Linked DNA regions of Mus musculus: region 2 is linked to region 1. Evidence: chromatin contacts called from public promoter capture Hi-C data. All regions are on one chromosome and are shown on one strand. The core of a region is the stretch at or near the end of the contact, and the rest is flanking DNA. Distances in the headings are between cores, read along the strand shown.

Region 1 (6,007 bases), core at 2,628-5,127:
ACATAGTAGAAAGAAAAAGAAAAAAACCAGACTCTCATAAGATGTCCTCTCTCATCTACACACCAACTATGGCACTGCATGCAGACACACACACAGGCACACAAACAAACATCTATAACACTTACCCCAAATCATAGCAAGCTATTTCTTTGATTTACTCCTCACTTAAACATGTGTGTGTGTGTGTGTGTGTGTGTGTGTGTGTCTGTGTGTCTGTCTGTGTCTGTGTTTCTATGTGTGTGTGTCTGTATGTGTTCTCCTTTTCCTAAGCATGGGTACAAGCTTGCATGTTGTACACATAGATCACCAAGAGATCAACTTTGGGTTTTGTTTATAAGAAGCCATCACCTTTTTTGTGTTTTGTTTGTTTGTCTTTGTACTGGCTAGTTTTGTGTCAACTTGACACAGCTGGAGTTATCACAGAGAAAGGAGCTTCAGTTGAGGAAATGCCTTCATGAGATCCAACTGTAAGGCATTTTCTCAATTAGTGATCAAGGGGGAAAGGCCCCTTGTGAGTGAGACCATCTCTGGGCTGGTAGTCTTGGGTTCTATAAGAGAGCAGGCTGAGCAAGTCAGGTGAGGCAAGCCAGTAAAGAACATCCCTCCATGGCCTCTGCATCAGCTCCTGCTTTCTGACCTGCTTGAGTTCCAGTCCTGACTTCCTTTGGTGATGAACAGCAGTATGGAAGTGTAAGCCGAATAAACCCTTTCCTCCCCAACTTGCTTCTTGGTCATGATGTTTGTGCAGGAATAGAAACCCTGACTAAGACAGTCTTGTTTTTGATTAGAGTCTCTCACTGGCTGGAACTCACCAAATAGGTTAGTTAGACTGGCTAGCCAGCAAGCCTCAGGGATCTATCTTCCACTTCCCAAGCCCTGGGGGTACCATACCTTGCCTTTTTCTATGGTTGTAGCAATCTTTATTCTTATGCAGAAAGTACTTTACCAACTTAGCTACCTACCTAGCCCCAGGTGTGAGTGAATGTGTGTGCGTGTGCGTGTTTGTGTGTGTGTGTGTGTGTGTGTGTGTGTGTGTGTGTGTGTGTGTGTAGGATAATATTGTTACTGTTTTAGAGACAGAGTCTTGCTAAGGCTAGCCAATGCTGATCTCAAACTCTCAATCCTCTCCCTCTTTGAAATTCAAGGCAGACAGAGGTCTCTAGTAAGTGTTTTAAAGAACAACCCAAAGATGAAGTGCCCCTGTCACCATATCCTGTGGAGGGGAGGTCTGTGGCATCCCGTTGTTCCCCATTCACAGGTGAGGCTGACTTTGACCACAGAGTAAGGGGGATGCTTGCCAGCTTCTTCCACCAACAAGCAACACTGTGCTTGTTACACAGGACCTCAGTCACTGAGTTCACCTCCAACTTGAAATCTGAATTTTACAAATATTAATTTAATTGACTTTAAAAAATTCTAAGGCCACTGTGATATACATGCTGGCAATCTTAGCACATAGGAGGTGGAAACAGGAGGATCAAAAGTTCAAAGGCCATCTTGGCTACATGAGGAGTTTGAGGCTCACATGAACTATATGAGACCCTGTTTGGGGGAGGGGAGCTGCACACGACTGAGCACACTGCAGAAAAGAAAATACCTCTCCCAGGCTGGCGGGATGGCTCTGCGGGTAAGAGCACTGACTGCTCTTCCAGAGGTCCTGAGTTCAATTCCCAGCAGCCACATGGTGGCTCACAACCATCTCTAATGGGATCTGATGCCCTCTTCTGGTGTGTCTGAAGACAGCTAGTGTACTCATAGACATTAAATAAATAAATATACATACAATAAATAAATCTTGAGAAAAGAAAGAAAATGGGTGTATAAGGACTCTGTCTCGCCAACGTAATGTTGGCTATGAATTTGGTTACTGTTTGCTTATGAATCATCCCAGAGGTATTTTATGCACCGACAGGTAATTATATACACATATACAACCTGTATTTATATAGGACCAGAAGCTTTGCCCTATTGTTCTGTACTCGACTGTACGGTTGCATGGTCTAGTGACACCCTGTAGATAGCTGACGTTTCCCTCCAGGAGGAAGGGGTAAGTGAGCCAAGTTCTGTGTGGCAAAGGTCCCCCCACACCCACTCTCAGGAGTTCAATCTGGAGAGATAATTAGATCTGATGTTATGGACAAGGAAAATGGCAAGCAAACGAAAATGAAGTTAAGGATCCAGGTTCGCTCCCTGGGTGTATAAGGACTCAGAAAGCTAAGTCACTAAGATAAACTGTGAGGTGTTCTCCTAGTATTATTACTGTTTCTTCCATACCAAAGGAAAGTATAAAAGCTGGAATGAGAGCAGACACTGGGAGCCTGAACCAGCAGAGGTCAGTGACAAGAGCTTCCTTATAAGGCAGGAAGGACTGTTGGGCTTTCTAGTATCAATCTCCTTGGATTGATATGTTTGCAGTTAATTGCTTTGTGGAAATGAGTAGAGCAAACACCCCACCCAGGGCAGGGACAGGATGTAGATTCTTCAGGCCTGAAATGTCAGGCTGTAGGTCTCACACGATGGGTGTCCCACACCCCAGTTGATTCTGCATGCAGGATGAAGGCTGCCCCCCTCAGTCTGCAAGCACACATCCATCCATTCACCCACTCACTCATCTGTCGTCTACATCTCATATGGCAATTCTACACCAGGTACTCAGCTGTAGTTGAGATCACTCTAGACCTCTTGCTGGGGTATGCAGACCAGCATGGAACAGATATCATTCATGTCAGACACGTATCTTCAGTTTCTTCGAGACCTTAGATCTCCATCTGCTCCTCGACACTGGGGGGCCAGGGGGGAGACAGCCAAGCTGAGCTGAGGGCTACCAGGCTTGGGATGTGGAGAGAAAGGAACTGAATTCTCAGGCAAAGGGAAGAGAAGAGGGACACCGGTCAGTAGGTGCCATGACCCATTTATCCGGCCCTTTCTTGGCCATCATAGTTAAAAAAAATAAAACATAACAAGATCTTCTGGACTAATCAATTTGCCTAATACAGTCAACAGGGTCTTCAAGAGAGTTCTAGGAAGACCTGACTATGGAGAACTGAGGAGATGACAGGGTGAAAAAGGTATCTGTGCCTTGTTTTACCGGCTTTGAAGACAAGAAAGGCATCGTAAGCCAACACATGCACCTAGCGTCTAGAATCTGGCACGGCAAAGGAGCAGATTATTTCCCAGAAGCTCCAGCAAGAAATGCCTTGGGCCAATGAACCCCAGACGGGACATCTAACTTACTGACATGCAAGACAGGAAATCTGTGTTACACCAGCAAAAAACTTCTAATAGCCATAGAAAACAGTTCGTTTTCACTACTGCTACTCAGATGGACGTGGTATTGGACTTTAAGGCTGAGTTCCTTTTCTTTCTTTCTTTTTTGTTTTGTTTTGTTTTGTTTTTGTTTTTTCGAGACAGGGTTTCTCTGTGTAGCCCTGGCTGTTCTGGAACTCACTCTGGAGACCAGATTGGCCTCGAACTCAGAAATCCGCCTGCCTCGGCCTCCCAAGTGCTGGGATTAAAGGCATGCGCCACCACGCCCAGCTCTGAGTTCCTTTTCATTTAGAAATCAACGTGTCTAATTTACGTGCAGACTCTGAGAAAAACACTTTCCTCTCACTGAACCTATAGATGGGTGGCATATTCCCTCTTGACGCAACCATTCCTTCTAGGCTAGTCCCCCGCCTCCTCGTGTGCCCTTATTCTAGGCCTTTCCCAAGTTACTTTCTCCTTGCTGGGCAGTACATCAGGTTGGGGATACTTAGGAAGCACCACCCCACCCTACCCTCCGGCGTAATGCAGGCTTTGGACCGTAGAGGGCGAGCGCAGCTAAGGAGTTCGCTTCTATAGGGTAGAAACGGGGCGGAGCCTCGGGGGCGGGGCGGCGTAGCGCGCAGGCGCCAGGCCAGGCTACTTCGCGCCCGGGGACGGACGAAGGCAGTCCTGATCCTGTTGCGGCTAGTATAGCAGCGCTTTCTAACCCTCTCCCCACTTGCCTCAGTTCCCCTTCCCCGGGCCCTTGGGGCTTTTCATCTCAGTCCCTGCAGCTCGTTGTTTCCGCGTACTCTCTGCCTCCAGGATGCCGGTGACGGAGAAAGACCTGGCGGAGGACGCGCCGTGGAAGAAGATTCAGCAGAACACGTTCACGCGCTGGTGCAACGAGCACCTCAAGTGTGTGAATAAACGCATCGGGAACCTGCAGACCGACCTGAGCGACGGGCTACGGCTCATCGCGCTGCTCGAGGTGCTCAGCCAGAAGCGCATGCACCACAAGTACCATCAGCGGCCCACCTTCAGACAGATGAAGCTGGAGAATGTGTCTGTGGCTCTGGAGTTCCTAGACCACGAAAGCATTAAGCTCGTGTCCATTGGTGAGTGTTGTGGCCAGGCCCTAAATTTGCAGTAATCGGGGGGTATCCGGCAGCGCGCCCCACTGCGCATCGCTTCCCGGGTGTGAGGGAGGGGGAGATGGTCCTGGGATGAGGACCTAGGAACATAGGCCTTTCCGCGGTGCCATCTGTGGGCTGGGACCTGGCGTGATTGCTCGACACGGTGCTCCTGGCGGTGCCGCTGCAGTGTTGGGGTGGGTTAAGCACTCAGACCTTCCAGTCACACCTGGAATTTAATTTGCGGGAACTCCTGGGATTGCTGGGGAAATCGTCTGCTGACCCTAATGACAACGCCGTGGACTCAAGTACCAAATCCCTACTTTACGCTAGCCAGGTGCGCCTAGAGCTGAGTGACCCGCCCGGCTGAAAGGGCGTTGGCTTCGAGTCTGGGCGTGGAGACCTAGGACGCGACCGCGACCGCTCTCTTGCTTAGGATCTCACCACCTAGGTGGAGACGAGGACCTGAGACCCTCCCCTTCTTAGACCGGAATGGGTGTGGGCTCTGAGGTTGGAAGGGGCGTCACAGGGGAATGTCCTCACTTCCTAGCTCTGGCTCAGCGCTGGCCGGTTCCTTCAGGTTGAGATAATTTAGTGGTTGATAATAATTAATGTGTGTAGAAAAGGGCTTGACTGGCGCTGGCTGTGTGGCTCTCTGAGTTATTGACGTCCGGTGGCCTGAGATGTTCTTAGGCCCATTTTACAGAAGAGGGGACGTTTACCGGGCTAATTGACGTTCCCAGGGCCACCTCCAATGTGGTCCAACTTAGAAGTAAAGCAGTCCCCACCCCCTTTTCCTGGGTCTTCCTGAGAGAGTTTGAGTCCTGCTTTTTTCCTCCCGCCTTGGGTGAGAGAATTAAGACCTCGAGTACTTTAGGCTTCTAAAGAGAAAACAGGGCTCTTGAGAATGTGTTTTGTGATGGACAAGGGAGGTGTGTATTATGCCCGGGCTCACTTGTTTGCCCCCGTAGGCATTCGTGTGTGCACATATAGCATCTATTTATGAAAGTTTTTTTTTTCCGTACACAGTGGGTGTGCAAAGTATTATGTAGAGGATGTGTGCACTTCGTGAAAGGGATTCTTAGGGCTGAGGTTTCTTCCTGAGGAAGCAAGGCCATTCTAGTGACTCCAGTGACAGAAAGGAAGGAAGGTGGGTGTGGCTTCTGGGACTTTCTCTAGTGGAAAGGGGTTCCCTCTGGACTGAGCCTCCTCCTGGCCTCGCCCTGGACTTTCCCCACACCTGTGCTGGCAGGTAGATGCGCTTGCTACTTCCTGGGGCCAGGCCGCTAGCTACCAGCCTGCCTCCCAGCAAGCTCTCCCTCCCAGGGGTGGGTTCTCAGTGGAGGAAGCTGCCAGGGGTGCATCACATGGGGGGTGGGCATCTCTTTTATTGAGGAGGGAGGACCTCAGAATTCTACAGGAACTCTACTTTCCTATGAAGAGTGATTTTCAAAGCCTGCCTGGCTGAGCTGGACTTGCCTTCATCCATTGTTTTAAATGCTATATGTATTTCATTAACTCAACAAAGAAAATTAAATTAAACCAGGAGTTAAACCTGACAGAACTGCTTTTAGAAGAAGAAGAAGGAGAAGGAGGAGGAAGAGGAGGAGGAGGAGGAGGAGGAGGAG
Region 2 (6,007 bases), core at 968-3,467, 240 kb after region 1:
TGATAACCAGATGTCTGGAGGCAAGCATAAGAACATAAGCAACAGAAACCAAGGTTACTTGGCATCATCAGAACCCAATTCTTCCACTATAGCAAGTCCTGGATACACCATCACACTGAAAAAGCAAGGTTTGTATCTAAAATCACTTCTCATGATGGTGATAGAGGACTTTAAGAAGGACATAAATAACTCCCTTAAAGAAACACAGGAGAACACAAGTCAACAGCTAGAAGCCCTTAAAGAGGAAACACAAATCCCTTAAAGAATTACAGGAAAACACAAACAGGCAAAGGAAATGAACAAAGCCATCCAACATCTAACAATGGAACTAGAAACAATAACGAACTCACAAAAAGAGACAGCCCTGGAGTTAGAAAACCTAGGAAAGAGATCAGGAGTCATAGATGCAAGCATCACCAAGAGAATACAAGAGATAGAAAAGAGAATCTCAGGTGTAGAAGATACCATAGAAAACATTGACACAGCAGTCAAAGAAAATGCAAAAAGCAAAAAGCTCCTAACCCAAAACATCCAGGAAATCCAGGACACAATGAGAAGACCAAACCTAAGGAGAATAGGTATAGAAGAGAGTGAAGATTCCCAACTTAAAAAGAGCCAGTAAATATCTTCAACAAAATTATAGAAGAAAACTTCCCTAACCTAAAGAAAGTTGCCCATGAACATAAAAGAAGCCTACAGAACCTCAAATAGACTGAACCAGAAAAGAAATTCCTCCGGACACATAATAATCAGGGCAACAAATGCACTTAATAAGGATAGAATATTAAAAGCAGTAAGGGAAAAAGGTCAAGTGATATATAAAGGCAGACCTATCAGAATTACACCAGACTTCTCACCAGATACTATGAAAGCCAGAAGATACTGCGCAGATGTCATACAGACCCTAAGAGAACACAAATGCCAGCCCAGGCTACTTTACTCAGCAAAACTCTCAATTTTCATAGACGGAGAAACCAAGATATTCCATGACAAAACCAAATTTACACAGTATCTTTCCATAAATCCAGCCCCACAAAGGATAATAGAAAACACCAACACATGGAGAGAAACTACACCCTAGAAAAAGCAAGAAAATAATCTTTCAACAAACTCAAAAGAAGATAACCACATGCCAAGCAGTGGTGGCACACACCTTTAGTCCCAGCACTTGGGGCAGAGGCAGGTGGATTTCTGAGTTCAAGGCCAGCATGGTCTACAAAGTGAGTTCCAGGACAGCCAGGGCTACATAGAGAAACCCTGTGTCAAGAAAAGAAGAAGAAGATAGCCACACAAACATAATTCCACCTCTAACAACAAAAATACAGGAAGTAACGATCACTTTTCCTTAATATCTCTTAATATTAAAACTAATATTACCAACATATGCTAATTAATTGAAATTCAAAAATATGAGGAAATAGAAATCTGTTGGCTGTCATTCAGTGGTCTCTCTAATTTGGTAATTGGAGAAATAGGTCCAGTGTTGTACTAACCATATACTTTCTGCTTGTTTGACAGTGTCTTGCTATACATCATAGAATGGTCTTGAGGTCATGCTTCTCCTATCTCAGCCTCTCTATTAGTAGGATTGTTTATTTGATGTTTTTACTCAATACTTTGGTTTTCAGAACAGCTTACATATTTCAAAATTATTTATACAACCAAAAGAAATGTAGACAATTAACTTGGGAGGTGGCTTGTAAGAGAACAACAAAGAGTGAGACTGAATGTCTTGCTTAATATTTATATTGTATCAATATAAATCAAGAAGAGGACCTTATAAGTTACTCTTTTTCTGAGATGAATGCTTTTCAAATTCATCACAGCCAGTGAAACAGAATCTTGCCCTCACCTAAAGTCTGTGCCATCCTTCAAGCAGAACCATTGTTCATTGAAACATTTGATTAATGACTTCATGGATAGATCATCTTAATACACACACCATTTCTAAAATGAATGTAACCTGTTCCCCGGCAGGTCTAGCCTGAGAGAAGAGAACCTGGTCAGTTGTGGGATGGTGACAGTCAGGGCCCCAAACACACCCAGGCAGGGAGTCTGTCAAAGCAGGAACTCAAAACTCGCTTTATTGTATCAGTCTTTTGTTTATATAGGGTTGAGGAAGGAGGTGGGAATTTTTGGTGAGGTGAGATGACATAGGGGATGGGGAAGAGTGACGGAGGGTATAGGGTGAGATGACGAGAAGTGTGGGGTGATCTCACGGGGCCTATAAGAAATTGACACATCAGCGGAAGCTAGGCAGAGGCAGGCTTAAGCAGGTTGTGCTGAGTCACTCCAATATGGAAGTGAACAAGACAGGTCTCTAAACTCGAGTAAAGGCTCAGACTTCCTCACTAGGCCTCAGTATCTGGCCAAATCAGGCCCAACACCAGTAGGCTGAAAATAATGACAATCACTCAAGTCAAATAGCTTTGACCAGGCCGGTGTTGGTGCACGCCTTTAATCCCAGCACTTGGGAGGCAGAGGCAGGCCGATTTCTGAGTTCGAGGCCAAGCCTGGTCAACAAAATGAGTTCCAGGACAACCAGGGCTACGCAGAGAAACCCTGTCTCAAAAAGCCAAAAAAAAAGAAAAGAAAAAAAGAAAAAAACAGCTTTGACCATAGCCGGAAATACATATCCAAATAATCATGCCTACAATTCATTCTTTGGAGCAGCAGAACTGTCAACTCTTAGCTTAGCTACTATGGAGGTAAAATCCTTTGGTGATGTGAGGGACATTGAAGTACAGCCTTATTACAATGAACTCCAATGTCTAAAAGTTGTTATTTTGGGTTTGTACCACAGTAAGAGCCAAGATATTAAGCTCTACTAAAAACAAAACAAACAAACAAACATCAAAAACAAATGGTTTGGTATGACAACAAGATGTGCAAATGTCGAAATTAGTTTAACCATATCATTAACACCATATAATAGTAATGTTTGTTTGTTTACAGAGGGCTTATTAGATAACCCTGGATGGCCTGGAATTTGATGGAGGCCAAGCTGTCTTTGAACTCACAGAGACCCACTTGCCTCTGCCTCCTAAAGGTTTGGATTAAAGGTGTATACAACCAAGTTTCTGTTATAGCAGAGACTGAAGGAAAGGCCATCCAGAGACTGTCCTACCTGGGGGTCCACCAAATATACAGTCACCAAACCCAGACACTATTGCAGATGCCAAGAAGTGGTTGCTGACAGGAGCTTGATATAGTTGTCTCCTGAGAGGCTCTGCTAGAGCCTGACAAATACAGAAACAGATGCTCACAGCCAACCACTAGACTGAGCATGGGGTCTCCAGTGAAGGAGTTTGAGAAAGGTCTGAAGGAGCTGAAGGGGTTTGCAACCCCATAGGAAGAACAATAATATCACCCAACCAGACCAGAACTTCCCAGGGACTAAACCACCAGCCAAAGAGTACACATGGAGCCACCCATGGCTCCAGACACATATGTAGCAGAGGATGGCATTGTCTGGCATCAATGGGAAGAGAGGCCCTTGGTCCTGTGAAGGCTTGATGCCCCAGTGTAGGGGAATGCCAGGGCGAGGAGGTGGGAGTGGGTGGGTGAGTACCCTCATAGAAGCAGGGGGAGGGGAGATAGGATGGGGTGGGGGCAGGAAAGTGGATAACATTTGAAATGTAAATAAAGAAAATACCCAAGAAAAGAAAAGAAAAAAGTCATGAATATTTGGCAAATTCACACAAGAAAATGAATGTATGGTTTATTCTTGTTTTAACAAATGTTTGAAAGTTTTATCAGTACAATGATGTTTATTTTAAAGTCTCAGAGTGATAGCCTATTAAAAATGCAAAAGAAAAAGGACAGCAGAAGTCATCAGTTTGCTCCTTTTCATTTGCTTCTGTTTTTTATAGTTTAAATGGAAATCCATGGTGAGATGTGAATGTTGACTAGAGAAGCATGCGCTATAGTTCTTAGAAAAGATACAAAAACTGACCTCTAGCTTGTGAGGCGCAGCCGATGCACTGATCAGGAAAACGTACAGGTGTGAATGCATGCGTTAGAAAAGAACGGCTGAAAATGGGCAAAATTAAGCTTCCACCTCCAGGAGCTAAAAGTAAAGTGAGACAAGGGAGTCCTTCAACAGGAGAGAGAGTCTACAGAATCTGTTCTGTTTCTCAGAGGAACTAGGCAGTGGATGTTTGTGCATCCTGATCTTCATTTACCAAGAGTTCCCAGCCTCTGGGCAGGGGGTGAGTCTCTATCTGGGTGGTGAGAGATGGGTTGCTATCAATCACTAAAGAGGCCCTGCAGATCAGTTTTGGAACAGCTGACTCCTGGACATAGAATTTCTTCCTGGTGAGGGTTAGAAGCCCCTCCCCCGGGGGTGGGGGAGGTGTAGTGTGTATACTCATAACCATAGGACCTGGAAGGAGGAGGCAAGAAGATCATGTGACCAGAGCAAGCCTGTCCCAAAGCACAGAGGGGCGTGGGGAGAGGGATCTGCCTTGTGGCAGGGTTTGAGCTGTCACCTACCTGACTGGAAGAACTGAAGGGACTGTGGCCAGCTCCAGCGTTGCAAGCATGACTCTGGCAGGCCTTGCCCTTCTCTCCATTCTCTCTGCCTTGCTAAAAACTGTTAGATTATATTCTGAAAGCTACTCCCCAAGGTCTATTCCCTAATTTAGCCACTTCCTCCTCCTAGAGCTGACTGTCTAGGTCCAACTATCAAAGTACTGAAGCCCACAAGTCCTCTTTGGCTCACCTAATTAACAAACCCAGTTAAAATTAAACACCTCCTTCTAACAGGCTCTCCCAGTTTTTCTTTATAAAGCACCATTTGCCTATGTGTTAGTCTGTCTCCCTCTATCCAAAAGCAGTCCTTTGACCCACTCCAGAACAAACACTCCCCTAGGCCTCTCCCTTGTCTCCTTTCTCCCTCTTCTTTGTTCCCTCTGCCCCTCTTCCCCTTCCTCTACCTCCTGTCTTTGTCCCTCTGGGCAAATAAATCTCCTTTGTACTGAGAGCTTGGTCTTGGGGGTTCTTTTCAAGAACAGTAGGCAGGTTTTGCAGGAGGACATGGCCCCCACTCCCTCCACTGTCAACAGAAAACCTGGAATAGAAGTCATGAACCAAGAATATGAGTTGTTTTTGATAAACACATAAAATAGGTTTTCCAGTTCTCTGCTGGTTCAGCCATGCCGGGAGGTCCCTTGCACCCTGTTTCCTGCTTCAGTACTCACAAAAAGCGTGCTAGTTACTGCCAGCTAGCCTCCTCCACACCAGATCCTGCTGGGCTCTGTGCCTTTGCTGAATTCTGAAGAAGAAAGGAATCATTCATTCCAGCCCTTCCTGCAAGACTGCCAGAAAGTTCTGGGATAAAAACAAAAAGCCCCAGCAGACTCCTTCCCCCTGCATGGAGTTAGGACCATCGGAGTCCTTGCAGATGGAGCCCTCTGGGCAATACTGAAGATACCGAGGGACAAGCAATGGTGAGAATATTTGCCATCAGTCTGGGCTTTTTGTCCAGGATGGGGGGACAACAAGAATGACATTGGTACTGGGTGACATATGCCAGATTGAATGTTCAAGTCTGCCTGTTCAAGTCTATGTTCTGCAAGAGCTCCTGTGATGGCCCATATCCCAGGGAAGTCATACCTGCTCTCTGCTCTGCTCTCTGCTTTCTGCTCTCTGCTTTCTGCTCTCTGCTTTCTGCTCTCTGCTCTGCTCTCTGTTCTCTGCTCTCTGCTCTGCTTTCTGCTCTCTGCTCTGCTTTCTGCTCTGCTCTCTGCTTTCTGCTTTCTGCTCTCTGCTCTACTCTGCTCTCTGCTCTACTCTGCTCTCTGCTCTGCTCTGCTCTCTGCTCTGCTCTGCTTTCTGCTCTCTGCTCTCTGCTCTGCTCTCTGCTCTCTGCTCTGCGTTCTGCTCTCTGCTCTACTCTGCTCTCTGCTCTGCTCTGCTTTCTGCTCTGCTCTGCTCTCTGCTCTGCTCTGCTCTCTGCTCTCTGCTCTGCTTTGCTCTGAGGAAACTCTCAGAAAGTACTGGGACT

The links. Promoter capture Hi-C pulls out the DNA fragments that hold promoters and counts their contacts.
Region 2: a promoter capture Hi-C map of the HPC-7 cell line shows a contact between it and region 1. The contact joins the enhancer-like site here to the promoter of Flnb in region 1. A contact is called at or near these places in 17 of 39 promoter capture datasets (the 3T3-L1 cell line, 3T3-L1-derived adipocytes, the C10 cell line and 11 more), 10 of 484 Hi-C or Micro-C datasets (the G1E-ER4 cell line, the HPC-5 cell line, Th1 cells and 4 more), 11 of 115 datasets of contacts at active chromatin or transcription factors (bone marrow-derived macrophages, embryonic stem cells, extraembryonic endoderm stem cells and 1 more) and 2 of 9 other capture datasets (adipose tissue and liver).

Annotation. Positions count from the first base shown.
Region 1 is chr14:7,814,080-7,820,086 of GRCm38.p6, forward strand. It overlaps Flnb (filamin, beta), which reads left to right and starts at 3,878. Exons shown (of 46, transcript NM_134080.1): 1 at 3,878-4,364. The coding sequence starts at 4,073.
Region 2 is chr14:8,057,889-8,063,895 of GRCm38.p6, forward strand. It overlaps Gm52100 (a long non-coding RNA gene), which reads right to left and starts at 5,653. Exons shown (of 3, transcript XR_003951032.1): 1 at 5,617-5,653; 2 at 5,202-5,275; 3 at 2,600-5,071. Within about 2 kb of position 2,218, at least 8 of the 459 cell types and tissues checked have an H3K27ac peak or open chromatin away from gene starts, as enhancers often do. A contact at or near this core is called in the HPC-7 cell line, where this site is marked.